Regions from separate parts of the Mus musculus genome. Here region 1 is linked to region 2. A link is a contact called in public HiChIP or PLAC-seq data. All regions are on one chromosome and are shown on one strand. Each heading gives the region's core, a stretch centred on a gene start, on an enhancer-like site or on the middle of the called end of the contact. The rest is flanking DNA. Distances are from core to core; before and after follow the strand shown. Region 1 overlaps Pi4ka (phosphatidylinositol 4-kinase alpha). Region 2 holds the start of Ypel1 (yippee like 1).

Region 1 (2,836 bases), core at 268-2,767, 230 kb after region 2:
TTAAACAAAATAAAGCAAACCATGCTTCATTCTTGTTGAGAGGAAATCAAATGAACTCTATGATGTTCTGACTGGGCCAAGACTCCTAGGCTCACAAACAGTCTGCAGTTCTGTCCCCATGGGACACTGCTATGATTTTAATCCTAAGGGGTGGTGGAGAGGGTTATGTGTACGGTTTCTGCTAAACAAAGCCCCGAGCAGGGTACGAGACATAAGTAGGAAGGTACTGTTCTGCTCCTGCCTACACTGCTGGGGTAAGACAGTGATGGAGGTCAGGAACCAAGTTGGTGGGTAAGACACAGTGCTCTGCACAGGGAAAAGCTAGGCTATCCCACACAATCGAGTGGCAATGGGGTTTTTCTCAAGGGCCAGATCCCAGCTACAGCCTGACAGTGACATGGACCCTGTGGAACAAGCATGTCTACACGTAGCAAACAGGGTGACCCAGATCCAGGGGCAAGTAGCTCTAGAGGCTCAAGTACAGGTGCAGGGTCATTGTAGACAGTCAGGCTAGGCCTAAGGCATGGTGCAAGATGAATAGAATATAGCACAGCCACTTTACAGAGGCTGTCTATACCAGCAGAAGTATAGATGCTAGCTTCTATGCTACTGAGTCCTAGGCGATGGCCTGTGGTGGGGAGTAGATCACAAGGGAGCTTAGATATGAGGAAAAAAAGAGGTCTGATCCACCATTGCAAGGGAACAGAGACAGCAGAGAAAGGAGGAGGGCAAACTGATGTTTCTGAGTGCATCTGGGATTAGCCAGCTAAGCCTGAGTGAGGGCTGAGCCTTTGTGGTAGTGCAGGCAGAGGCATTTCTGTGATGGCTACATGCTACTGAAAAGCAGCAACAGGAATCATTTTCTATAACTTGTTCCCACTGCCTTTAGAAAAGTATCAGTCAGTGACAGACTAGGTACTAACAAGAGGACTGGCCCCTCTCTGTAGGTGGTTGGAGAAGTGTAGTTCTAATGGGCTATGAGGCCATGGTCTGGAGTTCAGGGGAGAGAAAGACAATACCTGGTAGAAGCAAGAGCTTCTACCATGCATTGGTGCTGGTCAGCCAGCCCCTCACAGACAACAGCAGAGGCCATGTTCTAGCAAGCAGGACTGTACTAGGGGACAGGGGTTGGGGAGCCTCTTAGCCAGCCAGCGGATCATGGTCTCATGCCCTCTACAAGTCTTCTTGATCGTCCCAGGGCACTGCCATAGGATTTACTCTACACTGCAGAGCAGCATCGCAGGACATACCCACCCACCCCTACCATGATCTACACACTACACATGTGCCCTACATGCCAGTAACAGCACACTCAGGTGCCCCAGAGAAATAGGGTCCTCACTTGAAACGTGGTCCAATGGCTGCCACATGCCTGTTCATGCTCCCCCTGGCTCCACCAATATTGAGGGACATGGAGCGCTGCAGCAGGCTTGAGAAGATCTCCACCTGGTCAGAGCTACAGTACTTGGCAATCTCAAACCGCTGGACCAGGAACTGTGGAAAGTAAACAAGCTGTGTAAGTTGTCACCCATTCTCTCAGGTCAGGGCCCCTAGACCAGCTGGTGCGCTGGGCTGACCCAAGTGTCCCCAAGGCTGTCCCTACAAAGCTCAGCAGAGCTTGAGGGTAGGCACATACATCGATCCAGATGTAGTGAGGTGTCACTTCGGGGGGACAAGGTCTTGGCTGACTTGCTTCTGATGCTGCCAGGGGGTCTGCTTCCTTTGTTTCCACAGAAAAGAGGCCGAACTTCTGCTCTACTGTCATGTGCCAGGCTCCTGCCATCTCCCGCATAAACTGCAAATTGGAAAGAAAGGTCAGTGCCTCCAGAGAGTAGAGGGTGGGTGGCTGCTTTGTTTTTGAATTCCTGAATAAAGCTCAACATGTAACTTATGCCTGTGACCCCAGTATTCAGCAGGCTGAGGCAGGAGGACGGGAATGAGTTCAAGTTCAGCAGGGGCTACATACAGAATGAGATGCTTTCTTAAAACAAACACAAAGTAAAACTGTACTGGATGAAAATAGAAGGCAAGCAAAGTAAGGAGCAGCGGCCCGGAACCCACGTCTCAGGGGAGCTACTCAAGTCTTTGTATGCTTCCTCCAGCTCCCCACCCCCAACTGACTGTCAACACAACTCATGGGCCCAGCAGGGCAGGGAACAAGGTGCAGCACATCTTGGTTAGCATGTCCCTAATGCAGTGCAAGCCTTCCACAGGCTCTATCCTGGTGAAGCTTGGAAAGAATTCTGAAAACTTCCTGTGTTAAGAGCAGCAAGTACCACATGCAGGATTTCCAAGCCACAAAGGTAGGTCTTCATTAGCTTATCAGATTTGAGAGTAGCCCAGGAAGTTCAAGGGAGGGCAGGCTGTAAGTGTCAAGATCAGAGTCATTCCCTTGACCTAGTCATACTGATCCAGGGCCCTTTCTGCTTTGAGCTTGGAGGGTTGCCCAGATAAAGCACAGTAGTGTGTTCTGGAAGAAGTAGGGGCTAAACAGAGGAATGGTTACTATTTTACCCTACAGAAGCACCAGCGATGCATGGGTTATGCAGGCTTTGGTTCCCTTTCTAGCACCATTACCTACCCTCTTGCAAGACTTGGCTCAAGATGCTGGGGATCATGAGCACTAAAGAGCAAGATGGGAGTCAACTAGGCAAGGCTCAGGAGAAGCCCAGGCAGGCTTTATAAAATGACACCTCTCTTCTGCTATTCCTCGTGATTCCTGAAGGCACAGATGCCATTGGGAGGCCATGAGGGTGAAGACAAAGGCCTTTCATGCTAAGGTAGCATCGTTATAGGTGGGAAATGAAGAATATCAAGGAGCTATATACCCTGCTGT
Region 2 (3,172 bases), core at 269-2,768:
GAAACTTGGTATGTAGACCAGGCTGGCTTTGAACTCACAGAGACCCACCTGTCTCTGTCTCCCACCCCCAAGCACTACAATTAAAAGCATGCACCACTGCTCCCAGCAGACAGAAAAAATGTTGAAGATCAAATGATACATGTTCTCTCTCAAAGCAGATTCTAGCTGCTTGAAATGTTTGGATTTGTGTGTTTTTCCTGGAGTGCTTCCAGAAGTCAGGACGCTGGAAAAGGGCACTGGAGTATCCATGATATGAACAGGTAGGTGTTAGAAGTGGGATGGGTAGGAAAGGAAGGCTGGAGGAGGCCTAACCAATGCTAAGGAAATAGGAAAATGCCGTATATAAACCTACTATTTTCTAAGCTATTAAAAAAAACACATTTTTTAAAAGATTTATTTATTTCATGTATGTGAATACACTGTCGCTGTCTTCAGACACACCAGAAGAGGGCATCAGATCCCGTTACAGATGGTTGTGAGCAATCCATGTGGTTGCTGGGAGTTGAAATCAGGACCTCTGGAAGAGCAGTCAGTGCTATTAACTGCTGAGCCATCTCTCCCGCTTAAATTCTTTAAAAATAGAAGAGTCAGCCAGATGGTTCAGTGAGTGAGGGTGCCGCTATCAAGCCTGCTGACCTGAGTTCAAATCCAGGATCAATATGGTAGGTGAGAAGCAGAGCTAACCTCTGGTGCACAGGCATGTGCTTATTCACACAATAAGCTTAAAATATAAAGTTCAAGATCATGTTTGAGCTACATAGTTGAGGCCAGCTTGAATTACAGAATTACAGAGATCATATTCTAAAAGCCAAAAAAACATGAGACTCCCTAGCTAGGACGAATACAAAAATAGAGTAATCAGTCACTTGGGAGACTCACTAAGTAAATGGCAACTCAAAGGGCCCACAATCTAATCAATTAGGGGTATCCTCAATACAATAAATCCTAACAAGCACACTCTAGAGGGCGCAAATACGTCCTGCAATGTGTACATTCACCCTCAGCAGTGTGCTTTGAAAAATCGATCTAAAGAGACTAAGAAAAAAATAACAGAAGAAGCGCAGATGTGGGCATGGAGACTGGGTGATACTGCCTGTGTTTTGTGGGTAGGAAATCTAATCTGGGGTTCCATAATTCAAGTCCACGCAGACCTGGAGGCTCTTGGATGGCGACTTGGAGAGTGGAGAAAGGGTGGTCAGTATGGAGAGAGGGAAGAAGCTTGCGCTCTAGGGACCCAGCTGCAGAGGTCCTCCTGCCTGCAGCCTGAGGCGCAAACCTGTGGAAAATCTCGGTCCTTTGGCCTTCCAGGACCCTACCTCCCCACCGGCCCCGCGACCTGCCGGTTCGCCTGGGTTCCTCGTCAGGCCAGCCCACCGGACTCCTGGCGAGCTCCACCCGGACACGTTCCAGCCCAGTCCCCCGAGCGCAGCGGGGCGCGGGTGGACGCGTGGGGCAGGGCGAGGGGCGGGGAGCGTGGAGGGGCGGAGCGGCGGGAACGCGAGGGCGGGGCTCGGACACTGATTGGGCATCGCCACGTTCCGAGGCCGTTTATGGCGGCTGGGCTGGGCTACGGGTCCAAAACAAAGGGCAGGCGGCCCGCGAGGCGGCGGCAGGAGGATGCCTCGCGCCCGGAGTGGGCGCCAACGGCCGGAGCGCGTCCCGGGTCACACCGGGACCGCCTGAAAACCGAGCTCGCGCCGACCGAGCCTGGGCCGGATGGGCGCAGCGGACCGCGGAGCGGCCGTGAGTACGGGCGGGCCTCAGGGGTTCTCTGCGGAGACCTGAGGATCTCCGGCTCCGGGAGGCGGGGAAGCACCTGTTGGGCGCGGGCGGGCCGGGCGGGAGTGCGGAGGATGCGTTGACTTTTTGTTCTGATGTTCCGAACTGTTGGTATTTGGGTCATTAGAAGACAACGCAAAATCCCGGTCTTTCTTTCTTTCTTTTTTCTTCGCCCCCCCCCCCCCATTGTTTTTTCCCCTACCTTAAAAAATGGGGAAAGAAATAAATACAGAAGATACCTCCAATAAAAGAATATTATGGGGTGGCATTTTCAAGTTGCCTGTACAATAATAACTAAAGGGAATTGTCCTCATTGTTTACCACTTGTGGCTCTAGGCTTTATCAATGTAAATTGCTAACAGTAGCAACTAAATAAGATATTCTCTACTCAATAACTGCACAAATGGTCATCTTCGATCGTGTACTGAGCTCCAGGATAGAAAGCCGGCAGAATTCTGTTTTGGATAGATAATAGACGTTGAAAACATCATTTTTCAGCCCAAGGTCTTTCTAATTCAGTTGCCTTATAAGTATCCACAATGTATTCACCTTAACTAATGTATCTTGTCAAAGAATTGACCATACTCCTCCTCGCTCCGCTGAAGTTCCAAGACCAGGCTCACCTCCTCTGGGGAACTTCTCCAGGCCCCTCTGAGTAAGCCACCCTCACCCATCACCCAGGGCCCTTTACCTCTGCTGTGTTCTGGTAGATGTGTTAACAAATGTTTGCTGAGTACCCGTCTCCCTCTCCCCTAGGGGCTGGTCCAGTGGGTGTCTGTGTGCATGTGTATGGTGGGGTACAAATAAATAAACACACACACACATGTATATTCACCGTGTGTGTGCCTGGTATCTAGAGAAGCCAGAAGAGGGCATCGGATCCCCTAGAGCCGAAGTTATGGATCCTCCACAAGAGCAGCAGGTGCTAAAGGATGTCAGCCCATCTCTCCAGCCATACTGTGGGCTCTTAAAAAAGTCAGGGGTGCTGTATTTGAAGAGTTTTGCTACCAGGATCCCTAGGTCTATGTGTTCCTAGCCAAGGGACTATGTGGTTAGCATGTCTTCTTAGGGATTAGACCAAAATCTTGACTTACCACAGATATATAGCAGCCCAGGGGCTGGCCCATATGAAACACTAAAAATACATACATACATACAGACAGACAGACAGACAGTTGAATCAATGCCAGTAATCAATCTGAATAGAAGTCTTTTCTTTTCCTGTTTTTTTTTTTGTTTGTTTGTTTTTGTTTTTTTTTTTACTTATGCATTTTCGGCAAGTGCTCTACCACAACCACAGCTCCAACTTTATAAATAAACTTAATTTTATAAAAGAGCTGGGGGTGTGGCTGGGTGGTAGGGCTCAGCATGTGTGAGGCCCTTGGTCTCCCCC

The links. HiChIP or PLAC-seq counts read pairs in DNA pulled down with a chosen protein or histone mark.
Region 1: a contact with region 2 is called in an H3K4me3 HiChIP or PLAC-seq map of the 230-238 cell line, with 12 read pairs. The contact joins the enhancer-like site here to the promoter of Ypel1 in region 2. A contact is called at or near these places in 9 of 39 promoter capture datasets (the 3T3-L1 cell line, the C10 cell line, cranial neural crest and 4 more), 2 of 15 datasets of contacts at CTCF or cohesin (embryonic stem cells and large pre-B cells), 9 of 484 Hi-C or Micro-C datasets (the G1E-ER4 cell line, embryonic stem cells and nephron progenitors), 6 of 115 datasets of contacts at active chromatin or transcription factors (the 230-238 cell line, embryonic stem cells, large pre-B cells and 1 more) and 5 of 9 other capture datasets (adipose tissue, embryonic stem cells, liver and 2 more).

The regions. Positions count from the first base shown.
Region 1 is chr16:17,301,649-17,304,484 of GRCm38.p6, forward strand. Pi4ka (phosphatidylinositol 4-kinase alpha) reads right to left here. Exons shown (of 55, transcript NM_001373955.1): 33 at 1,637-1,795; 34 at 1,343-1,494. Among named protein-coding and RNA genes, the nearest start is that of Tmem191c, 27 kb to the left of the region's middle. Within about 2 kb of position 1,518, at least 14 of the 459 cell types and tissues checked have an H3K27ac peak or open chromatin away from gene starts, as enhancers often do. A contact at or near this core is called in the 230-238 cell line, where this site is marked.
Region 2 is chr16:17,068,621-17,071,792 of GRCm38.p6, forward strand. It overlaps Ypel1 (yippee like 1), which reads left to right and starts at 1,519. Exons shown (of 5, transcript NM_023249.6): 1 at 1,519-1,743.